Linked DNA regions of Mus musculus: region 2 is linked to region 1. A link is a contact called in public promoter capture Hi-C data. All regions are on one chromosome and are shown on one strand. The core of a region is the stretch at or near the end of the contact, and the rest is flanking DNA. Distances in the headings are between cores, read along the strand shown. Region 1 has its middle 15 kb from the start of Gm20234. Region 2 holds the start of Slfn4 (schlafen 4).

Region 1 (7,674 bases), core at 2,682-5,181:
CAAAACTGTCAGGACTGAGTAAGTGGCCCCAGTGTCCAAGAGGAAGGAGATGGGCTGCCCACCTATCATGATGACTACCCGAGGCTCCCTGCTAGTGATGGCCATGGTCATGTCAAGGTAGCTTGGGCCTCTTCAGTCTTCCATAGCCAAGCCTATGTGATTGGCTGGAGGGTTACCTGGGAGTGATGGTCCTCTTTCCTCTTGGAGTTTTTGAAAAATCAAGAGGAATTTATTGTTCCAGTGCACTGGTGTTGTCCCAGACCCAAAGGAGATGCAGTGACCCCCTTCACCCATTCACCAAGTTTTTATATGGTTTCCAGGAGCAGAATAGAGCATCATCAACTAGGCACAATATGTTTGGTGGGATAGTGCACCCTTTAAACTGATTGGTCTTTAGGGAATGAGGTGATAAGGACTTCCCTTGTCTGAAGGTGGGCAACAGTCCATCCTGCAGAATGTGTCCCCACCCGCAGGTTGGTTCCCACCCTGTGGTCTAAGAAATGTTAATTAGCCTCTCCCTTCTGGAGGGGCAAGTGTTTCATGACCTTCCCAAAGTTCCTAAGCTGGCCTTTTCAGAGTAATGTACTGAAACTCTTCAATAAAGGTGGAGGAGTTAGAGGTATAGGAACCCAGTCTGCTTTCTATTTGAGAAAGTTCACTCATCATGAAAGGAACATGTACTCTGACAAGGCAATCTACCCCAACAACTTCTCTTAAAGGAAGGGCTGATGCTGGGTCAGGAGTCCCTGGAGGAAAAGGACTTGGGGGTTTGACTATGGCCTTAGAGCGAGTGATAGGAGGAGTGAAGGTTGGTGCCAATACAGGGCGATGGGAGTGACCTGCAGCTGGCACAGGAGGAGGGAAGGGGTCTGGAGAGGTCGAGGAATGAGGATCTGGGGTTCTCTGGTGAGAAGAAGTAAATGAGGCAGTGGTTTGGGTTTTTGGAGGCATGGAAACAAGTCTGCAGTGGAAAGGAGGCAGTTTGTTAACTAGATCGAGGGTTGTAGCATCATCTGGTGGAGGTTTCCTGGCTAAGAGAAGTTGAGTTGGGGAACAAGAGGAACAGAGAGGGGCTAGAGCAAAGATAGGTAAATGCTTGGGCATAGGGGATCTCTTTCCATTTACCAGACTGCTAACAGTATGTATGAAGATCCTGTAAAATAATTGGATCTAATGTACCATTAGGTGGCCATTTAGAGCTGTTGTATAGTGGGTACTGAATGGGTACCTTATTGCAGAGGTGTATTAGCTTTGATACCCTCAAGTCGGGTGTTAACTTTAGAAATCTTCCAGGAGGCATTCCAGTGAGGAGCCTGGAGGCACGATCGAAGAAGATGAAGCACCCATTGGGTGATGGTCCGAGAAAGTTCAATAACAAATACAAGTCAGGCTAGAAGTCCAGGTCATCATGTGGACCATCTAGGGTCTATACAGTGATTCTTGTACTCACCAGAAAGCATTTCTACCTAGGCCTAGGTGTTTCTGAACAGCTGCAAGAGCTCAAGAGGGTGGAGGGTGAGAAACCACTTTCTAGAAGAAAATCACACAAGGGTCGAAGTCCTTTCTTGCATGTCAGCTAAGAGACTGGACCATGGCTGTGAAACGCCAACCCCTTAGCCCATAGAGGTTGGCCAGGTCTTTTCTGGGAAATCAGGTCCCTCTCCACCACCTGGAGGAAAAACCTTACCAGTCAACTAATATTTGTGTGAGAATTTTAGCGGTCAAGGATCAGGAAAAGTGAAATTATATGGTTGGTGGGCCCATCCGAATGATGTTTGGCCCACGGGGCTTGCCCCATGTGGCAGAAGCTAGCCCACGTGGTGGACCACAGCAGCAGCTCATGTGGTAGCAGTCTGTGGGCCCACAGTGGCAGGTAGCAATCAATGGTCTACAGCTGCAGTAGCAGAAATTCACGTGGCAGCATGGGCGGCTATAGTGGTGGCGGCTGGAGCATCAGTGACTGGAACGGCTGTTGCAGCTGTGGTTGAAATACACAGGGTATGCTGATGATGGCAGGCACATGACACTGACACCGATGTAGCATTCCATGTGGTAGCAGTTGTGGTGGTCCATGGCTGGAGCACAGGAAGGCCCTCCATCGGGAGGTTAGAAGCAACTCATTAGAAGAAAGCTTATCTCATTGTCCAAGCACAGCAGGCCTTGATGAACAGAGGCAGTCTATGGTTTTAGAGCTTTATTGTAGAAAGGCAGGGGGAAAGAGAAAAGGTAGAAAGAGAGAGAGACTGGCCATGGCCAAGAGGAAAGAAGGGGTAAAAGGAGAGAGAGAAGAAAGGCTAGAAAGTAAGAAAGGTTAAAGAAAGAGAGAGAGTAAGAGGGAGAGTAAGGAAAGTAAAAGCTTAAGAGAGTAAGAGGGAGAGGAGGGGTCAAACAGCCCTCTTATAGTGGGGCTAGGTAACTGGGAGGAGTGTAGCCTGAAGGTCAGAAGCTTGAGACATTGTCTACATGTGACTACTAGCCACACACTTCTCCTGTTGGTGCTGTGGGGGCTGTGGGGGTGGTAACTTTGACAGGAGCCAGGGGTCCAGGAGACATAAGGGAATGCCTTCTGTCCCATATAGGTGGGAATTAACGCCACTGAGTTTCACCAGGGTTCCAACCTCAACTCGACTGGAGACCAGACTATCTGTGTATAGCCCAATGTCCCACAGTGGGGGGGGGGGGGACAAAGGAGGCAGATGAAGACAGAGAGAAAGGGAAAGATGTCAGGAGAGGTCTGCCTTTTATTTGGGCTGTGACGTAACCATTCGTAGTTTGAAACTTGAGACTTGAGCCCTTGAGCAGATAACCTGTGTGGTCTCCATTCTTCCCATCTCTTGCCCCTAAATCCTCTCTCTCTCTCTCTCTCTCTCTCTCTCTCTCTCTCTCTCTCTCTCTCTCTCTTGCAGACCCTGTTGACTGACCCTTGGATCGGGTCATCTGGCACCCTAACAGGGACAGCAAGAATGAGAGACCCCAAGAGGGACGTTACTGGAAGAAGGGTTGACCTAACTAACAAAGGTAATCAACATGGAAACCTGCCGCGTCGAGACTAGGGAGTCATAGTAATGAAAATGGGGCAAGAAATAAGTAATGAGGGAAACTTTAGTCTCTCCAATGCTTGGACATACCTGGTTATATTAAGCAGTTTATCACAACTGTTTGCCATGTACTGCCAGCTAATGTTTTACAAAGTCCTAAAAGAAAAGTGTAGCCCTATACAACCTGTTAGTGAAAGACCCCCATTTCGGGGAGACCCTCGCACAAGGCCCAGGATGAGCTGACGCCCCAATAACTCGAGAGAAACCATTCTTGATGCAATATCGCATGAGGTTTAATCAGAAATCAGCATGCTGAGGCCAAGATCGTAACCCACACAGGGAAAGAGGAGATCGACCCCCAGCAGTTGCAGTTGAGGGTTTTTAAAGAATGAACTGTAAAGTGAGGGAAGGAATAAAATCACAAAGACTGGGGAAGTTAAGTAAACATCGTAAAAATGGGGATGGTGAATTACAGCTCATCTCTCACGGAAAGTGAGGGGAGGATTCGATCACAAAGACCAGGGAAGTTGTGTAAACATTCTTGGTCCCTTACACAATGGGTCAGGTGCCTGGGTGGGTCACCCAGCGGTCACTGTTCTTTCAGGCTGAAGGCAAAAAAGAACAAAGAACTCCATGTTGGGCTTCTTTCAGTCTGAAAGCTAAAGAGCAAAGAACTCCATGCTGGGCTTCGTTTCTAGGGGTCCAAGAAACACATTGAGTTGGGGTCTTACATTAGCAAGTTTCTCTGTGTGAAACTCCTGGATTTTGTTTCCTTTTAGCAAGCAGTACTTATTGCTTTGTTGGTTATTTCAGAAAAGCATACCTAGGAATGGCAAAATGCAGAAGCTGTGGTCATAGTCCTGCAGGGTTTCATAATCTGCATTGAAATGTTCTTTGTGGCAATTGTCCATCACTGTATGTTCTCTGAGTCAGACAGGGATACCCTGGAAGAAGAGGTGGCCAAATATCATGATCGTGAATGGCCCTCCTTTCAGAGGTCTCTTCCATTTGCACCCCCTGGACTACCCGATGGTGTCCTAGGGATGGCTGTCTTGGATCCTAGAAAGGATTTTGAAGGACAAAATCTCAGCCCTAAAACAACAACTAGAATTAGAGGAAGAGTATCAGGACTTAATTAAACAAGAATTGAAGACTTAAAGATGTAATTAAACACTTGTTTAATTATCAGGACTTCATTAAACAATTATTGAAGACTAGGAAGACATCTCGGGAGGGCAAAGCCACCTGAGAAAATCCCCCAGGTCCTTGAGTTCCTCAACGTGGAGTCCAAAGACAGCCCCTGCCCTCTGGCTTTAATTCAGCCACAGGTAGCCCAGAAGAGGGAGAGGCTGAGGCTTCCCCTGTATCAGAGACCATAGATGCTCAAGAGGTTGCTTGGAGACATCACACAGGTTTCAATTTCCAAATTATTAAAGAATTTTAAATGCAGTGTCACAATATGGTGCCACTGCTCCTTTTACTCTCTCTTGCAATCCTGGAATCTACAGCAGAGAAGTGGCTGACTCCTGGGGATTGGAATACCCTAGTAAGAACAGTTCTTAGCGATGGTGACCATCTTATTTGGAAATCAGAGTATCATGAATTGAAAAGAGATGACGAGGAGGAATTCTCAGGCAGGCAATGCTTGGTCCTTTGATGCCTTAGTGGGAGAAGGACAATTCGCTTCAAGTGATGACCAGATGCAATATGACCCAGGCTTATTCACTCAAATCCAAAACAAATCTATGAAGGCTTGGCATAAACTCCTGGTAAAGAGAGACCCTGGTGCATCTTTGACAGCAGTCAAACAAGGGCCTGATGAAAGATTTCTGATTTTGTTCTTTGACTGATGACAACAGCAGGGAGGATTTTTGGTAATGCAGAGGCAGGTGTAGACTATGTGAAACAGCTTGCGTTTGAAAATGCCAATCCTGCCTGTCAATGCCATTCGACTCTACAGGAAGAAGACAGACATTACTGGGTACATCAGACTCTGTTCTGACATAGGGCCCTCTTACCAACAGGGCTTAGCTATGGTGGCTGCCATGCAAGGACAGTCAGTAAGAGACTTCTTGGCAAGTAGAGACAAAAAGGCCTGTTTTAAATGTGGTCAGCCTGTACATTTTTCAAAAGATTGCAGGGTAGAAAACAAGTCAACTCAGAGACAGCCTGGGAAACAGCCTGGCTATGCCTGAGTAGCAAACGTGGAAAACATTGGGCTAATAAGTGTAGATCCAAGACAGATATACAAGGGAACACCCTTTCCCTAATCAGGGAAACCAGAGTAGGGGCCAGCCCCAGGTCCCAAATCAACAAAAGCCAAAACAGGCTTATGTGGCCAGCTTCATGCCAGCAAGCAACAACAATCCCTTTCCGAACTTAGTCAAGCAACCCCAGGAAGTGCAGGACTGGACCTCGGTTCCACCACCCATACAGTACAAATCTAAGGAGTATTGGCCAAAGTCAAAATCCACAACAAAGTTCTAAGGTGCTGAAGTGGAAAGATAAAGAAGGAAATACAGGAAATATACAACCATGTGTCATCCCAGGCTTTCCCATTAATCTCTGGGGCCCAGATATGTTATCCCAGCTGGGACTGATTATGTGCAGCCCCAATGAAGTAATCATGGCTCAGGTGATAAACTCTGGGTTTCCCCCCAGGGAAAGGTTTAGGAAAAAATTTAAAAGGGGGAATGGTGCCTTACCAAGGGATCCCACAGAAATAAAATCTGCTGCAGATAGATTTTGGCATTCTGATACCAAAAAGAATTTTGCAACAATCCTCTGGAAAGACCCATTAACCAGAACCTGGAATGGGTCAGACCCAGTGCTTAGCTGGGGAAGAGGTTCTGTCTGCATATATTCCCAAACAGCAGATGTAACACGATGGCTTCCAGGAAGATTGATTAAACAGATAGACAATAATAACAGATCCAGGGAGGAGAAACCCCCTGAGAACCCTGTTTCTTCTTTGCAGAGAACATGAAGATTCTCTTCAAACTGGAACAGGTCAACCAGCATACGCCTTATAGCCTGACTTAGGAAGTCCTCAGTACTGAAAAAGACATCATCACCAGCACCTCCAAGGTGGCTTCATTAGACTCTTGGTGTCCTGACTTATGATTTAGTGGGGGTACATCTCTTTGACTGTATAAACTGGGGTCAACATTCTGATGTGTGCCCTGCAGAAAATAGCTCTAAGAGAAGATGTGGAGGCCCTGGCAAAGCATACTAGCTGACACTGCATATCCATAGACCACATTTGGTGGTCCTCTCCTATAGCCATGGACAAAATTAGAAAACTCTGTGGCCATTCAGGGATATTACTCCTGTAGTGGGGGACAACCAAGATACCTAGACTACTTACTCTCTTGTCTCTCAGGTCCATACTGTTCAACAAACTGATGGCTTTTGTAAGACAGCAGATAGATTCTATTCAAATGAAACCCATACAGGTCCATTATCACAGGCTGGAAGTAGGGGACTCTAAAACCTCTGTCATAGATAATGGTGAGGACCCCTGCCCCTAATTGGGAGGCCTCACCAACCTAAGACAGGAGATCAACCAAAAAAGGGATATTGAGTGTCCAGAGATGGGAAAGGGGAGGCTAGGGTCTGTTCCAACCTAAGACAGAAATGGTTTCCGTATGTTTTCCCAACCTTCCCTTTTGAAAAAATTAAAAAGGGGGACCTGTTGGGAGCCGACTCCTAGCAGAAAGAGGCTATCATCTCTGCAGCCATCTCAGGCTGTTTACTTACAGGTGGAACTTTTCCACCCTGACGAGTCTTGTTTTTCTAGCGTGATGTTTTCGCAAGAAGCCTACCACAGCTGAACACACTCTGATAACATCTTGTTTTTCTCCTATACATCCTGGACCTGTGGTTAAGTGTCTCTAGCTGTACTCCCCAGCGAGTGCACATATACCCATAGTTGCCTTTCAATAAACGAGACTTGAGACTCAAGACTTGAGCAGATAGCCTGTGTTATCTCCATTCTTCGAGTCTCTTGCTCCTATGTCCCCACACTCTCTTTTGCAGACTCCATTGACTGACCCGGTCAATATTTAGAGAGTGTTAGGTGATCTAAAATGTCATTGGTGAGTACTGAGGTGACACAGGTCAGCTTCTGATTTGGCTTGTGCCAGGGGGTAAGGGGTCTGCATTCCTATGTCATGAACACTTAACCACAGGATGAGATAAGGGTGCCCAGCACAGACAGCACATCCTAAGATAAACTATTTTCCCTTCCTTGTGGTTATCTCTAGGCTGGTCTTTAGCATGGGGGATTTATGACCTTATTTCTGGAATGCATGGTCTGTTCCTGGAACTGGTGACTTATGGCCTAGTTCCTGGGAATGGTGGCTTTTCTTTTGAAGTAAGGACTGGTTCTAATATGGGGACAAATGGGATTTATGTTATCCTCTCTCTCTCTCTCTCTTAAAAATATTTATTTATTAGTATAAATAAGTACACTGTAGCTGTCTTCAAATACACCAGAAGAGGACATCAGATCTCATTACGGGCAGTTGTGAGCCACCATGTGGTTGCTGGGATTTGAACTCAGGACCTTGGGAAGAGCTGTCAGTGCTCTTACCCGCTGAGTCACCTCACCAGCCCTTATGTCATCCTTTCAATA
Region 2 (7,674 bases), core at 3,734-6,233, 92 kb before region 1:
CTTCCCCTGCCTCACTAGTTAGGCTTAGAGCATGCATAATTTTGAAGTGCTCAAGCTACCATAATTAGAATTCATCTTTGTGGAGCTAAGAGTTAAACCTAGGTCTGAGGAACTCTGTTATTGTCCAAGCATAAGTAAGCACCCTTCAGCTCTCCTCCATCCCATAGTCAGAGGAAAGCATTTGTTCTCACCCAAACCCCAGCAGCCTGTGCATTGGTAGAAGAGGCTACAGAAATGCTAAAGAGACAAAGATATTAGAAGGGGCAGAAGGTATCTCAGGCTTTACATGAGACAGTGGGCTGAGCCATCAATACCCTATTCATCCCAGAACAATAGGCTGGACGTGCTGTTGAAGTGGGAATAGAAAGAAAGTGGGGTTGCAGGATGCTGGTAAAAATCTGGCTCACTTTACCTTGTCCTGGAATCTGAGTTGCTTGGAGTCCACGGTGTTTCAAAGAGGGAACTTCGGGTTGTGTGTCCTCCTCAAGAGTAAGAGCCCTGTAAGGACAAGATTTCCTTCAGAACTGAATATGGTTCCTCCTTGATAAATTGTTAACCTTATGAGTTCTGGTTGTAGGTTGGGTTTTTTTTTTTCCTGCCTGTATGTTTTGTTGTTGTTATTAATGTTTCTATAGAGGGAATAAAGTGTTTACATCCCTTCCTTTCCCTTCTCTCTCTGCCCAGCATTAACTGAATTCTGGCCTGCAACCATGGTGCCCCTTCAGCATCCCAAGCACCTGTGATTATAGGCACACACTGTCACTCTGGTATCGCGTCCAGGACAGAATTCACTCTATTAATATTTGACTTAGGATTCTGTGTATAGGATGCTCTTCCAAAAATCTTTGCTGAAAGATGCTGGTGTTGAGTTCCTGGCAGCTTCCTGAGATGGGTGGGAAGTGCTGGCCTCAGCTCAGACACAAGCTCTGCCCTGAGCTGTGGACCTTTCTGAAGTGAACCACGGTGCAGCACACACATTAAACTGCAACGGAAGGACTTATCTTAGTGTTTCACTGACATGAAGAGCTACCTTTCCCCCACGGGCAGAGTTCATCATGGTCTGCCATGCTGGCAGAAACCCTAGTAGAAAGTTTGGCATCCGGGGCCTAGCAAACACAGAAGTGGATGCTCACAGTCAGCTATTGGATGGATCACAGGGCCCCCAATGGAGGAGCTAGAGAAAGTACCCAAGGAGCTAAAGGGATCTGCAACCCTACAGGTGGAACAACATTATGAACTAACCAGTACCCCAGAGCTCTTGACTCTAGTTGCATATGTATCAAAAGATGGCTTAGTCGGCCATCACTGGAAAGAGAGGCCCATTGGACTTGCAAACTTTATATGCCCCAGTACAGGGGAACGCCAGGGCCAAAAAGTGGAAGTGGGTGGGTAGGAGAGTGGGGGGGAGGGTATGGGGGACTTTTGGGATAGCATTGGAAATGTAAATGAGGAAAATACCTAATAATATATATATATATATATAAAGAAAGTTTGGCATCTTGTTTCGCCAGGCCACCACATCTTCTCATTTACAATTTGTTTGTAGAGTAATGAGCAGCAGCTTTGGTAAACCCATGTGAGCTACAATGTTTTTTTAAACGAGTGTTTTGCCTTATGTATGTCTGTCCAAAACACATGTGCCTCCTCGGTTTGGTGGATTTCTGAAGAGGGATTCCCTGGAACTGAAGACAGAGATGCTTGTGATCTACTACGTGGGTACTGGGAACCAAATCCAGGTCCTCCGTGAGAGCAACAAGTGCTCTAACCCTACAGTTCCTGTAAACTGCTGCTTAATTTCATATTGAGTATTAGTCTAACAGTGATTAGTAAGGTCACAGTTTCTGGGATTAGAGAAGGCACCAGGATGGATACTGTAATATATTTGCCGATCAGGGCTCATCCTGGATGATGCTTGGGAAATCTACTGATTTTTAAAAACATGTTTAAATTTTCTTTTTTTATTATTTTTCTTTATGGTTTCTGATACATGCTCTTGCTATGTCAAACCTGCTATGTAGAGCAGGCTGGCCTCTACCATTCAGAGATCCATGTGTAGTAATTAAGGGCATGTACCACCCCTTCTGACCAGAGCTGGTGATTTTCATTAATCCTAAGGGTTCTCTCATACAGCCCCTCCAAACTACACATATATGTGGTTAAGGAATATTTTTTAAAAGCTATTAGAATGGGAAATGTGAATCCTGAGAAAATATCCAAAAAAGGATTAAATTGCACTTGGGAGGCAGAGGCAGACAGATTTCTGAGTTCAGGGCCAGCTTGGTCTACAAAGTGAGTTCCAGGACAGTCAGGGCTATACAGAGAAACCCTGTCTCGAAAAAAAAAACAAAAAAAAAGCAAAAAACAAAAACAAAAAAAGGGGGGTGGGAGAAAGAAAGAAATAGAACCCTGAAGAAGAAAAATCTTGTGTTTGTGTGTTAGGGAGGGGTTTAACTCTAGCAATTTAATTCAGACTAAACCATGAGGATGTACAAAAATTCATGACCCATTGTACAAGGAGGTAATATTATCTTAGACCAGGAAATCATAGGCATGCTAGAGAAGTTTCCAGAAGCTGAATTACTAGGTCAAGTGATAAACTATTTATATATGAAGTATTCACCATTAGGTTTTTTTCCCCCCGGCAACTTTATCTTGGTCCGGTCTCTAGAAGCACACTGGGCACCCCTCAGAAGGCAGGCCTAGAGCTCCATGTCTATTACAAACTAACCCTTTCCCTCCAGGTTGCCCACACCCTCAGATCTGAGCATGGAGAATGACACCGTCCTAAGATAAGTTCAGAGCAGCCATGCGTTCAGATAGGCCCCAGCTGAAGGAAAGCATTTGGACACACTGCTGACAGTTCTAGACAACGTCAGCTAAAGGACGAGGTCTTGACTCCCAGGAGATGAACAGCAATGGAGCCTGCTGCATCATGCTAGAGCCAATCGCTGTGCTTTAGTGCCAAGTACTATCGGCTTCTGCATAGGAGCGCTGCCTGGACATGAGCCTGCATTCCTTAAGGCCCTGCCAGAGGTCTCCATGTACACCCAGAAGGCAGCAAGGAGCCAAGGCTGGTGTTGGCCTTGGAAGGCTGATGTCTGCATTGTGAGCTTCAGGCCTACAGACCATGCACAGTGAATTGAAGACCAGCCTGGGGTACACACCCAGACTCTGTCTGCCTCCCTCCCCTCTAAAATACTAACACAAAACCACAACTAGATTTACCTGGATCTAAAGCAGCCTGTATTGCTGGGAGAGGAGCAGTTTCATTTCTGTATATATACCAACTTCTGCATTAGTCAGGGTTCTCTAGAGTCACAAAACTTATGGGTAGTCTCTATATAGTAAGGGAATATGTTGATGACTTACAATCTGTAGTCCAACTCCCAACAGTGGTCAGCAGCAGCTGTGAATGGAAATCTAAGGATCTAGCAGTTGCTCAGTCCCACAAGGCAAGCAGGCAAAGAAGAGAGAGAGAGTTAGATGCTGCAGCCCCACCCTGTTCCATACACTGTTATGTGGTCTCTATTATTCTTTCCCTTTCAGCCCCACCCATTCAGCACCCCCTGAATCAGGCCATGTCCTAAGCCAGCATGCCAGGTTCACACAGCACATGGAAAGAGGACAGAAATCACATCTCACACCAAAGTGCAAAAGGACAATGCTCAGGCCTCTGGGAAACTTTAAAGTCAATGATGCTACATTGGAGTCCCCTTTACAGGAGCTGTGGGCTAGCCTGGGGCACTGGCCATCTCAGTTCAAAACCTCAACTATGGAAACTGTTCATACCCAGTACCTTCAGGCACTCAGTATGGACATGGTACTTAAATGCAAGGGAGGGAGCAAAACTCATCAAATTCCAAGACTGAAGTGAGGTTCAGAGACCTCCTGGTTCCTTGGGTTTTACTTAACTAGGTAGTTCCTTCTTCTCAAATTGTAGCATTGACTCTGGGGGGAAAATCTCTCTGAAGGAAATGCAGGCTGCCTGTCAGCTGTATCAGGCAGAAAAGGAGATGATGTTCAGAGGTCCTTACTCTGCCCCGAACGCAGGTGGATAAGCCAGCGCAGACAGAGGGAGCCAAGTAGAAGGATCTGTTTCTTGGGGGAACAAATCAAAATGAAAAAAAAAAAAAACAAAACAAAACAAAAAACAAAACCAAACAACCCAACCCTAGATCGGTCTTTCTCTCCTGGGTCAGTGTTTTGCACTTCTCTTGAGAAAGGGAAGTTCTCACCTTCTGGATTGTAAACTTACACAGAAGCATCTTTCTGGCTCTAGAGTACACCAGGCTGTGTCCTTTCCGGAGCCATATTTTCTCAGTGTTCAACAGGGTCAGGTCTCTAAGAGGATAGGGAACCCGCAAGGGACTCTAGAGATTCACACAAGCCTGCCAAACATACCACGCCAGATCTGCCTCTTCCTACATCACTAGTCAGCCTCAGAACAAGCATCATGGGCTCTCTCCCCCAGCAACTTTAAGCCCTCCCTCCTCCATCTCAAAGTGGGAAGCCATTTTCTCTCACCCCAAGCCTTCAGAGTCTTCCAGTCCTCAGCAGCCGGTGTTTTTGAAAGAATAGCTGCGAAGATGCCAAGGAGCCAAGATTCCTAGATGGAAAACAGCCAGAGTTAACTTGAGAGGGAAGGGCTATGCTGGCAACTGCTACCCCACATCCACCCAGAGCCAGTAAGTAGACAGGACACTGAGACACTGGGTGGGCACAGAAAGAGAATGACAGCAGGGTTGAGTTTGTCACAGTGGAACTGGCTCACTTACTCTGTGTCCTGGAAGCTGTGTTCCCCGAAGCTCAGAGCACCAGTAGGCTTGCAGGCCTTTCCCTTGCCCAGAGAGGCAGGAAAGGTGATCAGAGCTCAACCGCGGAGGGAGAGCAACTGATTCTGCGGAACCAAGCAAGATACAGCCGCTGTATGAATGCTCGCAGCTTTATGAATGCTCGCTGAGGTAAAATGGCGTAAGCCTCGCCTTTCTTTGCTAGTTTTATAAGTTAAATTGAGTCATCACTCTGAGACTTTGAGCATTTCGTCACTCCAGGAAGTATAACCGGAAGCTTAGATGCTTTGTGCCCTAGTGACTGGAATTGACAAAGAGAACAACGAATTTTTTAAATTTTCATTTTATTTATTTATTTGTTTATTTATTTATTTGAACAACTAATTTTTTAAAATTTTGAAAAGAAACAAAAGTGAAACTACCTAGAAATCACAGAGCACAGGTGTAAGGAGCAGGTGGGGGAGGGGAGAAGGTCAGGGAAATTTGCTCATTTATAATAAATCCTTGTATGGAAAATTTTAAATTTAATCAAAAATGAAGTTTCCTGTCTCCTTCAAGGAGTCTCTATCTTTACCAGGCTTCCCAGAGCAGCCTTAGCTCCAGGGCTTCCAAGAGCAGGCACTGGGAGGGATGTGAGGAGGAGAGCCCGGAATGTCCTGGAAGAAGAAAGGGGCATCATGGACGAATGTTGCACTAGCACAGGCAGAGGGGACACATGCAAATATTCACTCACACGAACACACACACAAACACACACAGGAACACTCACACTCAGGAACACACAAACACACACATTCACATATATACTCATGCACATTCACACACATGAACACACATACACATACACACACACATACTTACACACAGGAACACACAAACACACACACTTATACAGACACCCACACACAGGAACATACACACTTATACAGACACTCACAGATGAACACAAAAACATTGATTCACGCATACTCACACAATCACACATTCACAATACACTCCTGCACTTTCACACACACACATGAACACACAGTCACATACACAGACATAATCACACCCACTCATGCACATTCATGCACACATACTCACACACACACACACACACACACACACACACACACACTCCCATGCCTTTGCTTTCTTTGGGTCTGTTTTTATTCTAATTATGGCACTACAGTTTGTGTATCTCTTTACCTCATGAGCAATCTCAAGAATTCAGAAGCTGTTTTGTTTCTTTGTTTTCAGTTTGTTTTGTTTGTTTGTTTGTTGCGTGGTGGGGCATGCTTTAGTACATACATATTTAGCAAATTCTGGGTTTCTTTTGACATTGTCCTAACTGCAAATGGCATGTTGTGGTCACACTCATCCCTTTAAACTCTCTCACTTCCACTGCCCATAGGGACCATGGGTTTAAATGGTCAGGGGCTGAAATGCCCAGCTCTCTGGGGTCTCTGTGGTGTCAATCATTTCATCTGGGGAGCAGTACCCAAACCCCACCTTGCCTCACATGGCTGTTAATGAAAGTGTAGCTGAGAATCTCATTGTCAGGCTACAGGTAGGGGGCTGCCCTGTCAGAAAATAAACGTGTATGCTCCAGTGCCTGCTATGGCCGAGTTACATACATTCACCAACTCCTGCCATCCAAAATATTTATAATTCTATATGAATCTGTTTCCCTTTGCCAAAAGAATTTGAGCAAACAATTTGCCTAGGGATTTAACAAAACAATCCTACAGTGTTGGAGTATTGAAAGAGGAGATTGCTCCAGAGGGCCTGATTTCTTCAGGAGCCAGACTCTGACTGAAAAGGCTCGAAGGTTTGAGAAAGACACAGCTCCATTCTGTGCTTTTGTGGTACCACAAGTTCAGGAATAAGGTGGAGCCTTAGTTTCATTTATGTTTCCTCACCTTTGAGAGTTTCCATTTCCTCGGGAAGGAAAGCACAACCCTCCCAACTCCTCTGTCTCCGCCCTTCCACGAGCAAGGGCGATTTCCTGTTAGGCAATGCTCATCATTTTACAGACGATGTGAGGTTCACGAGCTCTGGCTTCAGACTGAGACACTGTGTCAGAGAAACACTAACTCCCTTGCAGAGCAATGGGGCAAAAAAATGTTTGTGTGAACCCTAAACTCTATTCACTGGTTTCTTTGGTTGTGAGACAGGGTCTCAGGTGTCCATGGCTGTGCTTGAATTGGCTGTGTCACCAACAAGGACATGCCCACCCCCAAGTGTTGGCACCCTAAGCCTGTGCCACCATGCCTGGCTGGCTTTATTTTACTTTTTTGATTGTTAATGCTCTTTAGTTAATGCCAAAAATAAAGGAGTGCTCTTGCAGTTTTCACACATTGAATTGTGCCCCGTTATACTCCCTTAGATCTGTCCCCTCCCCTAATTACCCTCTTTCTACCTTCATGATATACATGCAAATATACAGCTCATATGTGAGAGAACTGAGACACCAGATTTCATACATACTTGGTAAATCATCTACCTCTAAGCTCCATCCCTACCCAGAGCAGAAAGACTTGGACAAATTTCTTGCAGATTCCATTGGAAAATGGTGAAGCTGAACAAGGAGGAAATGAAACATTTATAAAAGAGTGTGAAGCAAGATTGGCAAAGGTAGACATAATGTTAAACTGTGTAGAGACAAAGATACAAATTATTTGAGAGATGGAGCTGGAAAATAGTGGTAAAATGTGTGCTTAGCATGACACACACACACACACAGACACAGAAAGAGAGAGAGAGAGAGAGAGAGAGAGAGAGAGCGAGAGGGAGGGAGAGAGAGAGAGAGAGAGAGAGAGAGAGAGAGAGAGAGAGAGAGAGAGAAAGTGAGAAATACAAGAGACTAACAAGAGGAGGAAATGATGAGGTTCCATCCTAG

Evidence for each region. Promoter capture Hi-C pulls out the DNA fragments that hold promoters and counts their contacts.
Region 2: a contact with region 1 is called in a promoter capture Hi-C map of neutrophils, with 2.8 times the contacts expected there. The contact joins the promoter of Slfn4 here to the enhancer-like site in region 1. A contact is called at or near these places in 7 of 39 promoter capture datasets (the 3T3-L1 cell line, embryonic stem cells, hippocampal neurons and 3 more), 1 of 115 datasets of contacts at active chromatin or transcription factors (CD8 T cells) and 2 of 9 other capture datasets (adipose tissue and liver).

What each region holds. Positions count from the first base shown.
Region 1 is chr11:83,079,203-83,086,876 of GRCm38.p6, reverse strand. No RefSeq gene overlaps it. Among named protein-coding and RNA genes, the nearest start is that of Gm20234, 15 kb to the right of the region's middle. Within about 2 kb of position 3,931, at least 26 of the 459 cell types and tissues checked have an H3K27ac peak or open chromatin away from gene starts, as enhancers often do. A contact at or near this core is called in neutrophils, where this site is marked.
Region 2 is chr11:83,172,495-83,180,168 of GRCm38.p6, reverse strand. It overlaps Slfn4 (schlafen 4), which reads right to left and starts at 4,983. Exons shown (of 8, transcript NM_011410.3): 1 at 4,776-4,983; 2 at 4,525-4,606; 3 at 4,256-4,341; 4 at 3,370-4,092; 5 at 413-498.